Regions from separate parts of the Macaca mulatta genome. Here region 2 is linked to region 1. The links are chromatin contacts, called in public Hi-C maps. All regions are on one chromosome and are shown on one strand. Each heading gives the region's core, a stretch centred on a gene start, on an enhancer-like site or on the middle of the called end of the contact. The rest is flanking DNA. Distances are from core to core; before and after follow the strand shown.

The links. A called contact is a pair of places that touch in the nucleus more often than the background predicts.
Region 2: a Hi-C map of liver shows a contact between it and region 1, with 1.6 times the contacts expected there. The contact joins the enhancer-like site here to the promoter of CC2D1B in region 1. A contact is called at or near these places in 3 of 14 Hi-C or Micro-C datasets (fetal cortex germinal zone, fetal cortical plate and liver).

Annotation. Positions count from the first base shown.
Region 1 is chr1:188,287,348-188,290,627 of T2T-MMU8v2.0, reverse strand. CC2D1B (coiled-coil and C2 domain containing 1B) reads right to left here and starts at 1,785. Exons shown (of 24, transcript XM_077957098.1): 1 at 1,660-1,785; 2 at 126-208. The coding sequence starts at 191.
Region 2 is chr1:188,508,514-188,511,826 of T2T-MMU8v2.0, reverse strand. All of the region lies in intron 1 of LOC144333411 (a long non-coding RNA gene), which reads left to right. Among named protein-coding and RNA genes, the nearest start is that of ZFYVE9, 67 kb to the right of the region's middle. Within about 2 kb of position 1,661, at least 20 of the 40 cell types and tissues checked have an H3K27ac peak or open chromatin away from gene starts, as enhancers often do. A contact at or near this core is called in liver, where this site is marked.

The DNA of each region.
Region 1 (3,280 bases), core at 536-3,035:
TCCAGGAGACACTGCTCCAAGTCTCTGAACTAATGGGGGAACTACATGTGATCCAGTTTGCCTAAGCTGTCTAGGGACTCTCATCCCCAAACCGACCCAGTAGCCTAGAAGGCTAAGTTCCATACCTGCTTGGCAGCGGCCACCCCTTGGCCTCTGGCCTGAGGGCCCTTCCGAGGTCTTGGCCCTGGCATCGTGGCAGCCTAGATACCTATGGAACAGTTACAGAGATTCAGGCTGGAGTAGCCCATAAGCCCCGCCCCCAACAGTGCTACCTGTGGTAAGGTGTGGATAGTAAACTCCCAAAGAAGGCAATGCTGAACACCAAAGGATGGATTACCTTTAATTAAAGCACTGAAGCAGCACAGGCCATGGGAGGGATGGGGATCACCTGTCAATGGGTTTACTGGGGAGTGTTCTGAACGGACTCAAATTTAAAAAGCACATTCAGGGAAGTACTCTAGGTTCAGGGTGGGTGGAAGGCTGGGTAGAATTCAGAAAGGTTCTAAAGCTGTGTTTATGGAAGCTACAGCTGGCTATTTAATTTTAAATTGCAATGAATTAAAATGAAATAAAGCTAAAAATCCAGTCCATCAGCCACAACAGACACATTCCAAGTGCTTAACAGCCATATGTGGCAAGGGGCTATGACCAGACAGCACACACACAGAACATTTTCATCATCCAAGGACACTTCATCAAAGTTCCATCTCACAGCTGTGCTCTGGAGAAAGCTGTCCCAGCATTCTGATTCCCATAAAGATCTCACAGTCATTCACAGGACCTCCTGCGTCAGACTGTGTGATGGGTACTGGGAGCGCAGAAATGAATCTAAGACGGTCTCAGCCCTCAAGGACCATGTATATGGTGGAGGTGGACTACACGGGGTTGCCCCAGGGGCTATGGGTGCCCTGAGGTGACCCCTTCTTCAGCACTGGGAGAAAAGCCGCCTCCTTCGAGGCGGTGATGCCTGGGCTGAGTCACGCAAATAAGTTGGAGGAAAGAGGGGAAGAGGATTCCTAGCCGAGGGAACACCTGATGGCTCTGAAGTGGGGAGCAGCTTGGCTCGTACAAGGGAACCTGAGGCCTGGTATGACTGGGGCATAAGCGGTGAGGCTGGAATGCACAAGCCGAGATGGAAGCGGCACAACATGAAAACCTCTAAGCCGAAAAGTGTTTGGGCATTATTCTGAGGGCGCTGGGAAAGAAGTGGCAGGATCGGATCGGTGTTTCAGAAACCCCACTCTGGCGGCAAAGGGTAGGTGCACAAGAGGTAGGGGAAGGCAGGAAGCCGGCGCATCTCGCCACAGCCCAGGCGGGGAGACCAGCTGACGGGCGTGGGGGCGGCGGGGAGCGGGCAGAGGAGCTGGCTGGCGCTCCGGGAGACTCTCAGTGTCAGATTTCGGGACTTAGGTTAGCGGCAGGGCCCCGGGAGTGACCCCGGCTCAGGTGAAAGCGAGGCCAGTCAGACACTCCAAGGCTGCGGCCCCGATGACAGAGCCTGGCCTCAGGAGAGATGGGCAACGGAGTCCGTAGGGGGAGGCGACACGGGACCCCCACTCCCGCGCTGCGGGACGCGCCGCCCTGCCCCGCCCGCGCCGCCTCCATCTCCCCCGCGGTCCCCCGGAGCTCCCCACGCCGAGGGGCGGGGACGCGGCATACCTCGCGGTGAATCCCAGCCAAACCCCGGCCTTCTCCCAGCCGGCACCGCCCTGGGCTCCCGCGGGCCCTGGGCCGCAGCGGTAGCGACAGGAAGCGCCCGCCGGGGAGGCGGCTCGCGCGCAACACGTGACCCCACTAGCCGACGGCCGGCAGTGCGCATGTGCACAGCCCCCTCAGGCTCCGACAGGTGACACCAGGGCGGGGTTCGCAGTGCGCAGGCGCGTTCGGGCAGGTAGCGCGGGACAAGAGCGCTGGGCGGTTCCGCCCGGGCGTCCACTGGCAGGCTCAAATGAGGTCGCGGGGCCCAGCCCTCGCCCACTTGCAGCCTCTCCGCCGAGCCTCCTCCCTCACGCAGCCCAAGGCGCTGAGCGCTTGCTCGCTGGACCTACCCCGCCTCGAGCCCTGGCCCCGCCCCACCGAGCAAGGGGGCGGGGCCTACCCAAGCTCCGCCCTGGAAGCGAGACAGGGGCGGGGCTCGCCTGCTTGTCCATGTCCTTGAAGTCTGGGGAAATGGAAATGGGGCCACCATATTTTTCTTAATAATTCAGCACCTGAAAGTATCATTTTCCGGTCCGTTGAAAACTTCAGACAGGCAGAGCCAGCTGCACATCTTAAATAATTCAGAGAGTCTAACACTAAGTTCTCACTCGCATGCCCTGCTGTGCAATCAAATGGCATAAGGAGAGAAATGGAGTGTGCCCCTTTTCTGCCAAGCTTGTGTCAGTCACTTATCATAATGGAGCTTATACCAGTTCTCTATCCTGCAAGATGGACATCATCTCTAGAAGAAACGGAGGCTCAGAATTATTTGCCCAGGGAAATACAAAACCAACCTCTTTAACATCGGTAAATATGCTCTAGTCTAGTTTTCTAAGGAATGCAGGTTTCTCCCTGTGGCTTGCAGAGTCCAGTTAACAAGAGATTGAGCTCAGGAGTCCGAAACCAGCCTGGGCAACATGGTGAAACCCTGTCTCTACAAAAAATTACAAATATTAGCCGGGTGTGGTGGTGCGTGCCTGCAGTCCTACCTACTGGAGAGGCTGAGGCAGAAGAATCGCTTTAGCCCCGGAGGTCCAAGCTGCAATGAGCTATCACCTGCACTCCAATCCGGGTGACAGAGTGAGACCCTGTCTCAAACTAAAACAAAAAAACCGAGAGAGGAGTAATGGGGAAGTGGCCAGATTCCCATCTAAAGTAACCACTTCGATTTTGGGGGGAAAGAGAAGGGCTTAAAAGGAAAATGTGGTATGGGAAGCATGCAAGAATTGTACAGAGTACAACGTCTGTGTGTCTTGTTCTGGTGGCTATCTTGGGTCCCAGCCTACCTGGAGTGTGGGCTGGTCTCATCTCCACAATGGCCCCGCTGTTGACTAGCCACCTTGAAGTAACCTTTGGAATTTTGCAGCTGTGTCTCCAGGCTTGGTCTGTCTGTCTCAAGATTAGCCCTTGGAACTTCTAAGAAGGCAGATAATTAAATACTAGCATACAGTAAGATAAATGTGAAGGGAGTATATACAGTGAGAAAGGGAGGGATGTGGGATCTATTTTAAGGCTAAGGGAAAAGGCTTTTGCAGTTTGCTTCAAGGTTATATCTTGAAACCCAAGAGAAAGGAAAAAAAGT
Region 2 (3,313 bases), core at 412-2,911, 220 kb before region 1:
ACTGGTAGTGTCAGTATGCGTCTGACACCAAAGTCACTACACATTCTAATATACCACCACTCTGTCAAAAAAGTGTATTTGGAAAATTTGGGGATCAGAGGATTTGGAGAATTATCTTTCCCTACTTCCCCTTTGACAGTCTTGTTTGTTTTTGGTTCTGACGTTTGCACCCTAGAGGCTGATTGGGATCAAATATGGGGCATCTGTAAACAGAATGATTCCATAGCCCCCACTGTGTAATAATTTCCTTCCTTCAGAGCATTACTAGGATTCGGCTGGGATGAGGGGTGGAGGTGGGAGAGACGAGGTTGGGACGGGGAGGGTGTTAGTAAAAGATGGGTGATTCTTTGCTTACCTTTAAGTTGTTTATGAATTTCAGGACAACCCTTTGGCTATTCTCTTCTCTGGCTGGGCATATATATACATATATATTTTCATATTTGTTTTGTGGGGGTGGTGGTTTAGGTGTTAAGGGTTTGGTTGGTATCTGTAGAAAATTTCTGTAATGATCTACACAGTGGATAAAAAAAAAAAAGTTAAGGTCAAAGACAATTCCTTCGTCTGTTTTGGGAGAGGAGTGTGTATATGTTTGAAAAAAAGGTTTGTTCTGGGTCACTCTTCTTTCATCCAGACGCATTAAAGGGATTAGAACGGGGTCTCCCCGCCACCCCCGAAGCCGGGAGAGACAAACGAAGGGATTCCCTTACATTCCTGCTCTCAGGTGCGGGTCCGAGTGACAAGAACGTTCACGTACCTTCGGGAGAGAAGGAAAAGGTGCTCGGGTCTGGCGGGGGGCGGGGAACGTCAAGGGTTTGGTGGGAACTGAGGGGCTTCCGGTTCCCGGGAAGTGGAGTCCCCGGCCGGCCGCGGGCCGCGGGCTGCGCAGGGAGCGCGGGGCCCTCGCCGCCCCCAGGCCGCGCTCCTTAGCGTTCCCTGCGGCTCGTGCCCGGCGCGGCCGCCGCAGTCCCGACGCCGTAGCCGGACGTGGGGTCCAGGGGGCGCTGTGGCCCAGCGGCGCCGGCGGCAGGAGCGGCCACCCGACGCTGGAGGCTTCGCTGAGGATCCTCGCCTGCTGCACCTCGGTCGTCCCGCCGCAGCCTTGCGCCCCCGGCCTGGCTCGGCGGCGCTCCTCCGGGATCCGCGTGGCTGCCGCGGCCCGGGCGCCGATGCGGCTGGGCGGGTGCCGGGCCTCAGCAGCTGTAGCAGTAGCAGCCGCAGCCGCAGCTACCGCAGCTCCTACAGGAGTGGGAGGTTTCGCGGTGGCGCCTGGGGCCGCGCCGGTGCCCTCCGGAGGAGGCTTTCGGCTCAGGGACGACCCCCCTGGCCATGCTGAAGCGGAGGCGGCCGCTGCTCGAGGTGAGTGTGGCGCGGCGCGGTCCGGGGCTCGCCCGCCTCCCGCCGCTTGTGGGGGCCTTGGCGGCAGCCTTCGGGCCGGGCGGACGGGGCGTCCTGCCACTGCGGCCGCCTCCCCCACTCTGCGGTCCTGGGGCCTCAGCCCTTTCTGCCTGCGTCCCCCGGGAGGCTGAAGGCCGTGGGGGGCGACTAGGCCCCGCACCGTTGGGAAGCCCTCGCCCCGGCCTCGGTTCCGGCGCGGCCCGGTGTGTGGAGCTGGGGGCCGGCAGGAGCACGGCCGCCTTTCGGGTTTGCACGGGCCCGGGCCGAGCGCAGCCTCTTAGCCTGGGCCCTGCACGTACATCCCAGAGGGAGGTAGATGACGCCTGTTTGCAAACAGCTTTGGCTTCCCCGCGTCCCATACCGAGTACCTCAGAATCCCGGTAGTGGCGGGGGAATGGGGAGGAGAAGGCGGCCAGGGTGAGAATTGGGGTGCAGAGAGTGCGGGACCAAGAGAGCCCGTGGTACTCCTAGAGTGTCATTCATGGATCTGACTTGCTCGAGAACAACCTTTTGCGTCTTATTTGAGGTGAAATTTCATCACCTGCCGGTTGCTCAGCCCAGCCCCCTTGTATTGTATCTTGTCTCTAAGCGTGGTCTGCCTTGGAGAAAGCCCCATCGCATCTTTGCGATGCTAAGTTTTCTAGATAAACACTCACAGTTATAAAAACGTCTTTTACAAAGGTCTGTCCTCCCCCCCACCCCCCGCCGCCAGAGGAAATATTTTTATGCTTCAGTGTTCGGTACGAAAATGTTCCACTTAAAGAGATCCAGATAATGGTTGGCAAGAGGATTTTAAGTCCTCTTTAAGTGCCAGCTACTCTAATAAATACCTGAAGGAAATGGGACACATACTAAATTTTAGAAATAAAATGATTTGTTCTGATATTAATGTTGGAAAATGTTAGTACTTACAGTTTGATACCGTAAGTCAGATATTTATGTTTTGTGAGAAATGTGATTACAGGTTATTCCTGGTTTCCTGTTATGTGTGTGAAAGTTATAAGACTTATAGGTACTTGCAAAACTTTTATAATCATGAAAAAATATGCTTTTTGTAGAAAATTTGGAAAGTATGGAAAGGTACCGTGTTGGCTCTTAATAAATAATAATAGGAGAAATCACCCATAATCTCACAGATTGTAAACAGTACAGGTTTATAATGGGCTTGTACTGACAGTGATTTTTAAAATTATTTCTGTATATTAGGTTTAAAATTATCTGACTGCTCCATTTTACATTGCCATTTGTATAGGACCTATAAAAATATTTTACCAAATTACATTGGAACCGTAGTTGAATTCATCAATTGAAACAGAAGAATATGGGTAACTACCTAAAAGATCCCTAACTTAACTTTCTATGCAGCATGGGGTCTCCATGTAGGGAGAAAGTTTGGCATGGTACACGTTTTTGAAGATCTACTGTCTTACATGCTGTAGGCTTGCATTGTTTTTGTCAGATTTTAAGTATTTCTGTTAATTATTGGCTTGATTACCAGTTATTTTGGTAGGTTAATTTAGATTTTTAAAAGTCTAATTCAGGCAAAGTGTGATGGCTAGGCCTACTGGGGAGGCTGAATTGGGAGGACCCCTTGATCCTAGGAGTTCCAGTCCGGCCTGGGCAATGTAAGCAAGATGCCCCCCTCCGAGGCAGGTGGATCACGAGGTCAGAAGTTCGAGACCAGCCTGGCCAATATGGTGAAACCCCGTCTCTACTAAAAATAAAAAAAATTAGCCGGGTGTTGTGGCACGCACCTGTAGCCCCAGCTACTCTGGAGGCTGAGGCATGAAATCATTTGAACCCGGGAGGCAGACGTTGCAGTGAGCCTAGATTGGGCCACTGACTCCAACCTGGGCAACAGAGCGATACTCCATTCGAATACAGTTCGAATTCAGTCGAATACAGTTCTCAGTGTGTC